Linked DNA regions of Mus musculus: region 1 is linked to region 2. A link is a contact called in public HiChIP or PLAC-seq data. All regions are on one chromosome and are shown on one strand. Each heading gives the region's core, a stretch centred on a gene start, on an enhancer-like site or on the middle of the called end of the contact. The rest is flanking DNA. Distances are from core to core; before and after follow the strand shown.

What was found. HiChIP or PLAC-seq counts read pairs in DNA pulled down with a chosen protein or histone mark.
Region 1: a contact with region 2 is called in an H3K4me3 HiChIP or PLAC-seq map of bone marrow-derived macrophages, with 4 times the contacts expected there. The contact joins the promoter of Ndufa9 here to the promoter of Kcna5 in region 2. A contact is called at or near these places in 1 of 39 promoter capture datasets (cranial neural crest) and 1 of 115 datasets of contacts at active chromatin or transcription factors (bone marrow-derived macrophages).

What each region holds. Positions count from the first base shown.
Region 1 is chr6:126,847,086-126,852,273 of GRCm38.p6, reverse strand. It overlaps Ndufa9 (NADH:ubiquinone oxidoreductase subunit A9), which reads left to right and starts at 3,130. Exons shown (of 11, transcript NM_025358.3): 1 at 3,130-3,210. The coding sequence starts at 3,162.
Region 2 is chr6:126,532,024-126,537,155 of GRCm38.p6, reverse strand. Kcna5 (potassium voltage-gated channel, shaker-related subfamily, member 5) reads left to right here and starts at 1,601. Exons shown (of 1, transcript NM_145983.2): 1 at 1,601-4,605. The coding sequence starts at 1,993. The coding sequence ends at 3,801.

The DNA.
Region 1 (5,188 bases), core at 1,881-4,380, 310 kb before region 2:
TTTTTGCAGGTGACCAAGGTTCTTTATATCATTTAGTCACCTGAGCCTATTAATAATCATTTGAGGCAAGCAGCAGGCATCTGTTTCCCAGTTAGGTGTTGAACTGGATAAAATACTCCAGGTATTAAAATCAGTGCTCTTTCAACTATGACACCTTGAGACCAAAAGTGCTTGACCCAGAGTTGGTAAGTGATATACTTACTTCCTAGGTTATGAGGCATGTGCAAAATGGGAATGGGATATGTCAATTTATCAGAACTTGGAGAGTACCATAATATTTATATCAATCTCAGAATCAGGGGCTAGCAAATTCTGAGCTCTAGTCAAGAAAGAAGGAGGCCAAGAAATGCAAGGCAATTGGGCATTACTGAGCTTCAGAGTAAAAGGGCTTCTTTTCTAGTTCAATTGGATAAATGGCAATTCTCATCAATACTGGGTCAGCTGGGCCCAGAGGTGAAGACCTGAAATCACAGTGTCTCAACTACTCAGGAGAACTGAAGTTCAAGGTCAGCCTCAACATTTTAGGGAAACACTGTCTCAAAGTAAAAAGGGGTCGGGCAGTGGTGGTGCCTTTAATCCCAGTACTTGGGAGGCAGAGGCAGGTGGATTTCTGAGTTCAAGGCCAGCCTGATCTACAGAGTTCCAGGATCGCCAGGGCTACACAGAGAAACCCTATCTCAAAAAAACAAAAACAAAACAAAAAACAAAAAACAAAAAAAAAAAAAAACAAAACAAAAAAGGGAACTACAGCAGGGGGTATACGGGCCTTCCTATCCTAGTCACAAGCAGTTCCTACTCATTACTAGATAGCTGCCTTTCTCAGCAATGTACTCTCCTCCTGGAGATGAACAATGAACACTTCTACCACTAAGCATGTGAAAAATTACCAAGTTGAGAATGACTCCGCCAAACTAGGCAGTTTATTGATAAATCTAAGGTATGTTTCATAGGGTTAGTCCCCTCAAAGGGGACAAGAGGTAGTTTATAATGGAGTCAAATATGGATAGCCAAATCAAGGTTACCCCAAATTCCATTGTCCAACAGTGAAAAGTTCTTGTAGTAACAGAACAAAGAGAATTACAAGTAAACACTTTTCAAATCCATGTGTAGAAACATCAGGTGGGCAAGGTGGGATCTTCTAATAAATCAGGAGACACCTGAGATGTATGGACCTTAAAGGCTATCTGATGATAGTCTCAGCTTCTGGGTTAGTAGCAGCTAATGATCCCCTTAAAGACCCCAAAGGGTTTCAGCCCAAAGAGGACAGGGGTACCACAGGAAGACCAACAAAGTCAACTACCCTGAACCCTTGGGGGCTCCCAGAGACTGAACCACCAACCAAAGAGCAAGCATGTGCCAGAATATATGTAGCAGATGTGCAGCTTGGTCTTCATATGGTTTCCCCAACTAGAGACTTGTCCTTGAATCTGCTGCCTGCCTGCCTGCCTGCCTGCCTGCTTGCCTGCCTGCCTGCCTGTGGATCCCATGCCCCTAACTGGGCTGCCTTGGCCTTGTCTGGCCTCGGCGAGGTGAGAAAGGATGTGCCTGCAGTGACTAGATGTGTGGGGGTGGGGGTGATACTCAGAGGGGAACACCCCCTTCTCAAAGGAGAAGGGGAGAATGGGGGTAGGATCTTCGTGAGGGGGAACTGGGAGGAGAAAGGGGAGGGGACTGACATTGGGATGTAAAGTGAATAAATATATTAAAATGTTTTCAGGTGATGGTCACAAAGACGATAGGGCACACACAAAGGTGGATAATAAATGGCTATTTAGAGGGCTAAGGATAGCCCAGGGTAATCTTGGATCTGCAACACTCCTTTCTCTATTATTATTATTACAGTTTTAATCAATTAATCAGCCTTTCTAGAAAGTTCAGAACTTGCAGCTTCTTTCTGGGAACTTCAGTTTGCAAGCCCATGTCTTTTACTCAGGTATAGCTAGAGGATGACTGGAATCAAGTTTTTTAATTTTTTAAAATTTGAGACAAGGTCACCTAGGCTGGCCTGGATCTCCCTATCCTCCTGTCCCTGCCTTCCAAGAGCTGGGATTATAGGCAGGGACCACCAGAGCCTGAAAAAAGATTTTTAAATGCAAGTGGTTCTATTTTCTCAGAACATCCCGAGGCTCCAGGTAAATCTTTGCAGAACAACACAGATTTTCAAAGAGGCCCAGTTTTTAAAAAAGCTGCTCTGGGTAAAGCCAGCAGTTTTTCCATAAGAAAAATATGTTGAATGTCAAGCATAGCATGCGATTTTATATCACATTTCAGGTGATTCACGTTTCAAAACCATTTATAAATCTCTGGATCAGCCCAGGGTGGTGACTCCTACCTGAAGCAGAGAGCTGTACCACAAGTTCGAAGCCAACTAGGACTTCAAAGGGAGACCCTGTCTCAAAAATTCCAAAAATAGAACTTCTCGTTTCATAATTCAGTTAGTGATGAGTGTGCTTCAATAAACAAAATTCACGACCGAACAAACACATAAACCCCAGCCAATCAAATTCACGACACAGAGACTGATCACCGCGTTGGAAAAGGTGATCAGAAGTCCCTGGTGAGGTCATCTATGAGTGGAATTGAATTGGTGCAGACATCTAAGTATGCATTCTATGAAAGGGGACAGTGAACACTAACGCCCTGCAAAAGGATGTTCCTGGCGGCGTTGGCGTGCGAGGGGCTTAGGGTGGGGGCGCCTCTGCATTTCTATTTAACTCCCCCACTTGTACACTGTACGCAGACCCTATTACACCTTTTTCCTCCGTGCAACTCCTTGAGTGCAGGGGCACCCTTCCTTCTTACCCCTGCAGAGCTGTCTGACTCTTTTTGGTAATTAGCCCATAGAAAAAGGGTCTTTGAAAGCTGGCCATTTTGCATGCCCTTGAGTCAGTCCTTGGTTAACTCTGAAATGCAGATTCCCCGGAAATATCAGGTGGTCTTCACAACCCATTCCAAAACCGGGACTGTATTTTCCCCTGCCTTCTCCTCCTCTTTTTCTTTTTCTCTCCTCTGCTTTTACTCCCAGGCTCTCTTATCAACCATCAACCTGCCACTTCCGTTCCCAGTTGGCGTTTGCGCAGAGAGGTCCTTGAGATACCATTTGACCCCGCGTTGTTGCCGTAGTTGGCGGAAGCACCGGCCGTGAGGCATTGTGGGAGAAGATGGCGGCCGCCGTCCGCTTTCGGGTTGTTAGAGCGCTTCCAATGTCACGTAAGTGTCACCGGGGACCGGGTCTTGGGGTTGCATTCGGCGACGGGAACATGACCTTTCTTCCTCATACTCTTGGCTCATGTGTGAAACTGCACTCGGCAAGGGGACGGAGAGCTGGAGGAGCTGGGAGGGACGAGGAGAACCCGGACACTGACAGGTTCGAGATAGTGCGTGGATTGTGGGGAAGGTTGCGGTCCAAGAGAGTACTTATCCAGGGGAAAGGGGGCTTGGACGGCAGGACATCGATTGACTTCATGGTGGTGATCGCACTGGAAATCAGAATCCGCGCCACAGATGTCAGGTTGTGGCGGTAGGGACTGCAGCAGCGAGAGATGGTTGTGGAGAGTCGGGAGCTGGGTGGAAAGAAAAGTGAAGGACCGCTTAGAATTTGTCAGCGTTGTTTATTTACTCTTCTGTCGTGATTGAATGTGTTCACAGCCCTCAAATCGAAACCATGCATTTGCACCTGCAGATCAAGGGAGGCAAAGCATTCAGTCGTTACAGTTCACGGCCCTTCCACTCTCCACGCCACAAACATGCCCGCTTCACTTACAGTTTTCCATAGTGTGTTTTTAAAAAACTCGTTACAGAATGTCAAGTCATTCTCAAAATCGCTTCATGTCAGACCACGTAGAAGAGCTTTTGTTCTTAGGGTAGTGGGAGCAGGAAATTCCAACAGACGCTAAGCTGGGGTCAGATGTCCTTATGCCATTGCTAAAGCCATCACCACTTCTTTGCCATGTCCATTGCTTCTTTCTTCATGTCCCCAACTGAGCCCACACTACTGAAAGTAGACAAAACATGGCCATTCCCAAGAAGTTTTTTATTAGGCCCTCTGCCACACTACAGGGAAAAACAGCACAGAAGAGGGTCTCCCGGGAGACTCGCTAGATAGGCAGAGAAGGGATATTTGGAGCAATCACAGCCTATCCTCTTTAGTACCAGTCACAGTTGGCCCTCTGTGCATGTTCTCTAACCTCAGAAATGAGTACAGGGTCATCTAGAATTGGGTTGTAACAGCATAAAAATCTGGGACAAACTGTTTGAGGTGACCTGGCCGAGGAGGGGCTTTCAGGAGTCAGGGCTGCTTGGTTCATGTAGTTTCCCCAAGGCATCCATGTGATTGATATTCAGGGTTTCTGGTGCTGCCATTAGGGCTGATTGATAGTCTTCTGCTCAGATAATCAGAATAGCAAGAGATAGTCCAACAGCTGCTAATTAGGGAGTCAGCTGTTCCTGTACCCCAGTCTTTTTTATTTACTGTAAATGAACATCAAAGGAGCTTTAGAGTAGGATTTTATAAGACAGAAAGACATGGTAGCTCACACCTGTAACCTCAGTGCTTAAGACACAGAGGCAGGAGGATCATTGTGGGTTCAAAGGCAGTTAGGGCTACATAGGGAGTTCTGGAGTAACCCGATTACATAACGACACTCTCTTAACAGTTTTAGATGAGGCCAGGGCTGCCCCAGGGTGCCCTGCTTCTTAGTGCATCATTTGCATTCTCACCAGCCCCTCCCTAAAGATCCATTTTCGGTGTTTTTTTGTTTGTTGTTTTTTGACATCAAAACTGTACTCCTTCTGTTTATCTTCTTCTTTTCTGTATGGATATTTCTTTAGGGTAAGAGAGTATATATGTGTATGGCACAACCATATCCACTGGAAATGGCAAGACTCATGATGCCAGCATTGTTGTTTGACACAGTTCCAGCAAAGCTGAGCAGATTGCTACAATCACTGTCCTTCAATCTCTAGCTTTTTGGGTTTTGATCTCTGCATAGTGCATCCTTGGGGACTTTCTCCATCATGTTTCATTTTCCTGAGATTCGTTTTATGTCATTTCCTGAGCCTTTTTAGGAAAATCCCAAAAAGACTGGCCACCATTTAGAAGTCTTCTTTATGCCCTGGGGATCATTAAGCACAGATAAGCACATAGCTAGATGAGGCCATTACTCCAGGAACCTGCTTGGGGGGTGTC
Region 2 (5,132 bases), core at 352-2,851:
GTACAAATCCACTAATGAAGTCACATCCTCTGCATTTCCAGAGGCAACGCAAGTTTGTGTGGCCTTTGCTGTTTCAACAAACTTTGCCTCAAGTTTCCAAAGCACCTGTATTTGTAGACTCATTCACAGACAATAGGTGGTGACATCCCTGGAGTAGAATCTCAAACAATATGCAGGAAAAGAAAATAGACAATATAATCAGACACTCTGAATTACAGCAACTTTCCAGCAATGTAAAAACAAAAAACATCTGGAGGAAGCTGTATCTAGAATTGGCTGACAGACCTTGAAAAATCCTCCCCTTGGCTTTTGGAGACCACAACAGCCTCAGAGACTAAAGACAAGGGCAGAGTGTAGAGAGGGACCCTGGCATCCCAGCCTAGAACCCAATCTTTATCTTACTCATTCTTCTGCCTCCTGCAATGGAAGAAGGGCCTCAGGCCAGATGTGGGGAGGGGAGAAAGAAGCGAGCTCCCTAAACCCAGCAACTTGGGTTTGAATTGCAGCGTTGATACTTTCTAGTTCTGTGGCCTCCATATACAATGTAGTCAAGTTCTGTGGCCTCCATATACAATGTAGTCAATCTATCTGTGCCTGAGTTTCTTTGTATGTTGAAGGTAGTCCTAGTACTTACAAAGTAAGCTGATGCAAAAACACACAAGTCCAGAATGATCTGGACATACTAGCAATAAATAAGTCCCTCTGCCTCCTCTTTACACAGGTTTCTATGCAGTCGCTAGCTTAGAGCTTTCCCGTGCACAATTATTCTCCACCAGGATTTATTCTCTTTTCTCACTGTGCATTTTACAAAAAGAGGATTAGGTGAGGAGGCTGGAGGGATGGCGAAGAATGCAGAGGCAGGAGACCAGACAGCTTCTCTCTCAGTTGAGACTCCTCCTGGCTCCATACTAGCAGATCAAATCACCAATGTCTGGATGATGAAAAGCAGGCTTAAGGGGGTGCTGTGAGGTCTCAGTCTCATACCTTCCAATGGATCTGTAGATAGACTGGAAGAGTTCCAGAGTACACACACACACACACACACACACACACACACACACACACACACACAGCTCGCTGCTCCCCTGCAGTGTCATTTTTCCCAAAGAGAGAGGCTGTTAATCTATAAAGCATTGGTTTTGCAACCTGTGGTTCACAATCCTTTTGGCAAACCTCTATTTCCAATAATATTTACATTACACTTCAGTAACAAATTCCATTTATGTTATGATAACAATAGTAAAATCACAGTTATGAAGTAGCAACAAAAATAAATTTACCGTTGTGGGGTTCACCACAACATGAGGAACAGTGTTAAAGGTTGCAGCAGCATTAGCAAGGTTGAGAAGCACTGCTCTAAAAGAAAAACACCCAGAGCACTCTCTTCTCCACTCACTGGAACTCAGCTACAAGCCTTCCCCTTGCATCTAAAGCAGTTCCCACCCCCTGGAGTCCCCTTTCCGCTTTCTGTGCATTCCCAGGTGATCTGAGATCCTGAAGCTATTCTCATCCTGTTGCCCTGGGAGTTTTCAGCGCTCCTGGTACAACCTGTTCCTCGCTCCTCAGGCTCTTTTCCTCCTCCCCTTCCTGTCCTTGCTGCTGGGGCCCCAGCTGAACCCTCCAGAGAGACACTCTCTGACTCCGTCCCCAGAGGAGAAACAGGAGGGGGAGGAGGAGAGGAGGGAGCCACAGAGGGCGGAGGCCGGGGAGCTCAGCCAGAGAGGGGCTGCTGGAGGTTGCATCTGCTGGAAGGAGGTTTTTCTGCTGCCTGGTAACCAGCTGCCAGAACACTGAGAGGGAGAGAGAGAGGCAGGGAGCAGGGGCAGCAGCTTCTTGACGTCAGGACCAGCCAAGGGGATCCAGCCAGCTACCCCAGCCAGCCTAGAGCCAGCGGGGGCCCTCGGCTGAAGAGGAAACCGCGAGGCGCGGAGCGTGAGTTGGGGTGTGGGAACCGGTTGTCTGGGGGCGCAGCATGCCCCTTGCCCCCGGGCCATGGAGATCTCCCTGGTGCCCATGGAGAACGGCAGTGCCATGACCCTCAGAGGAGGAGGGGAGGCAGGGGCAAGCTGTGTGCAGAGCCCCAGGGGAGAGTGTGGGTGCCCTCCGACGGCTGGACTCAATAATCAGTCCAAAGAAACATCACCGAGGAGGCGCGCCACACACGAGGATGCGGGCCAGGGTGGGAGGCCTTTGCCCCCTATGCCTCAGGAGCTGCCACAGCCTAGAAGGCCATCTGCTGAGGATGAGGAGGGAGAAGGCGACCCTGGCCTGGGCACAGTGGAGGAGGACCAGGCTCCTCAGGACTCAGGATCACTCCATCACCAGCGGGTCCTCATAAACATCTCGGGTTTGCGCTTTGAGACGCAGCTGGGCACCCTGGCGCAGTTTCCCAACACCCTCCTGGGGGACCCAGTCAAACGCCTGCGCTACTTCGATCCCTTGAGAAATGAGTACTTCTTCGACCGCAACCGGCCTAGCTTCGATGGCATTTTGTACTACTACCAGTCTGGGGGCCGCCTGCGCAGGCCGGTCAATGTCTCCCTGGATGTGTTTGCAGATGAGATCCGCTTTTACCAGCTGGGGGACGAGGCCATGGAGCGCTTCCGGGAGGATGAAGGCTTCATCAAGGAAGAGGAGAAGCCCCTGCCCCGCAATGAGTTCCAGCGCCAGGTGTGGCTTATCTTCGAATACCCAGAAAGCTCTGGGTCAGCAAGAGCCATTGCCATCGTGTCGGTCTTGGTCATTCTCATCTCTATCATCACCTTCTGCTTGGAGACTCTGCCTGAGTTCAGGGATGAACGGGAGCTGTTACGCCACCCCCCAGTGCCGCCGCAGCCCCCAGCCCCTGCCCCAGGGGCAAATGGCAGTGGCTCTGGTGTCCTTTCCTCTGGCCCCACAGTGGCTCCGCTCCTGCCTAGGACACTGGCTGACCCATTCTTCATCGTGGAGACCACATGTGTGATCTGGTTCACTTTTGAGCTGCTTGTGCGTTTCTTTGCTTGCCCCAGCAAGGCAGAATTCTCTCGGAATATTATGAACATCATTGATATTGTGGCCATCTTCCCCTACTTTATCACCCTGGGCACCGAGCTGGCAGAGCAACAACCAGGGGGTGGTGGTCAGAATGGGCAGCAGGCCATGTCCCTAGCCATCCTCAGGGTGATCCGCCTGGTCCGGGTGTTCCGAATCTTCAAGCTCTCCCGCCACTCCAAGGGACTGCAGATCCTGGGTAAGACCTTACAGGCGTCCATGCGGGAGCTCGGGCTGCTCATCTTCTTCCTCTTCATCGGAGTCATCCTCTTCTCCAGCGCTGTCTACTTCGCAGAGGCAGACAATCAGGGGTCGCACTTCTCCAGTATCCCGGATGCATTCTGGTGGGCAGTAGTCACTATGACCACTGTAGGCTACGGGGACATGAGGCCCATCACTGTAGGGGGCAAGATTGTGGGCTCACTGTGCGCCATAGCTGGGGTCCTCACCATTGCTCTGCCTGTGCCCGTCATCGTCTCCAATTTTAATTACTTCTATCATCGGGAGACAGACCACGAGGAGCAGGCTGCCCTGAAGGAAGAGCAAGGCATCCAGAGGCGGGAGTCTGGGCTGGACACAGGAGGTCAACGGAAGGTCAGCTGCAGCAAGGCCTCCTTCTGCAAGACTGGGGGACCCCTGGAGAGTACTGACAGTATCAGAAGGGGTAGCTGTCCTCTAGAAAAGTGTCACCTAAAGGCCAAGAGCAACGTGGACCTGCGAAGGTCTCTGTATGCCCTCTGTCTGGACACTAGCCGGGAAACAGATTTGTAAAGAGAGATCAAGGCAGACTTGCAACAGCAGAGCTGGGAACCGGTTCCTCTTGAGCTTGCTTATCTGCTTTACACCATAGAGTATTTAAGCCCACCTGGTCACCCATCAAAGTCCGGATCCTGTCTTTCCCCGTTTACCCTTCCCACCCTCCTGCCCTCTAACTTCCCCATCCCCCCCCCTTTCCATAACACCAAGGGTCACCTATTTTTAAAAAGTATCGCATTCCATGACGCAGGAGCCGTTGAAGTGGTGAGCATTCACTGTAAGATGGATGTATTCATAGCCAGTTTTCTATACCCAGCAGAGGGATAACTCAAACAAAATTGACTTTAAATAGCTCAGATCCCAAGAGAGTCCATAGCCCTCTCTATTCCTGTGTTCCAAATTTACTTTACACGTGATTATATTTGTATATGGCAAATATTATTCTTATGGCTGACGAGTGCATTTTGTACAGCAGTGCACATGAAGAATATTTGGGTGTGTTCTTAAGATGTACTTTGAATTATGAAGTCTTGGGGGGGGTCATCATTTCCTGGGACAACCCAGGGGCAGAGACACTAAAGAAGTTGTTCAAGTTTGTGTTCCCAAGCCTCCCATTATTCTGGGATGTACTATTGGTGCTTTGTGTCTAAGGTAGAGAATGTTCTAGAAGAGCAGCAAACCTGCTTTTTTTTTTATTCCCCTTAAACATATCCTGTGACTTTCTTCACAGAAGCATTTTAAGGATGTTGGAAGAAGGCTTTTGAGAATTCATTCTTTTCATTTTGATAGCAGGAAATAAAATGTGACTCTGTCGGGCAAGTGTTAGTTTGTCTACTGCTGAGGGTGTGACATGTTAATCAGTGAAGTCTGCCACTTGCTGTCTGGTATGAGCGCTGTCAGTGCAAATGCTCTGACAGGGTTAGAAAACTCAGGGAGCCCAGCATCCCCCTACCCCCCATCATTTACTTATTTGTTCATTCATTCATTCATTCATTCATTTGCATCCTGATCACAGCCCCCTTCTCCTCCCAGCCCTGCCCTCACAAATCCTTCCTCCCATTATCCCCTCTTCTTTTCCTGGAAAGGGGACTGCCTTCTCAGCCAATCTCAGCAAGACTAAGTGCAATCCTCTCCCACTGAGGTCTAACCAGGCAGCCCAGCTAGGAGAAGGGGATCCCAAGGGAGGCAACCAAGTCAGAGACAGTCTCTGCTCGACTCTTAGGGGACTCACATGAATGCCAAGCTAAGCTGCACATCTGCTGCAAGTGTGTAGGGCACCTAGTTCCAGTGTCTGCATGCTCCTTGGTTGGGGAGTCAGTCTCTGTGATCCCATGGACACAGGTTAG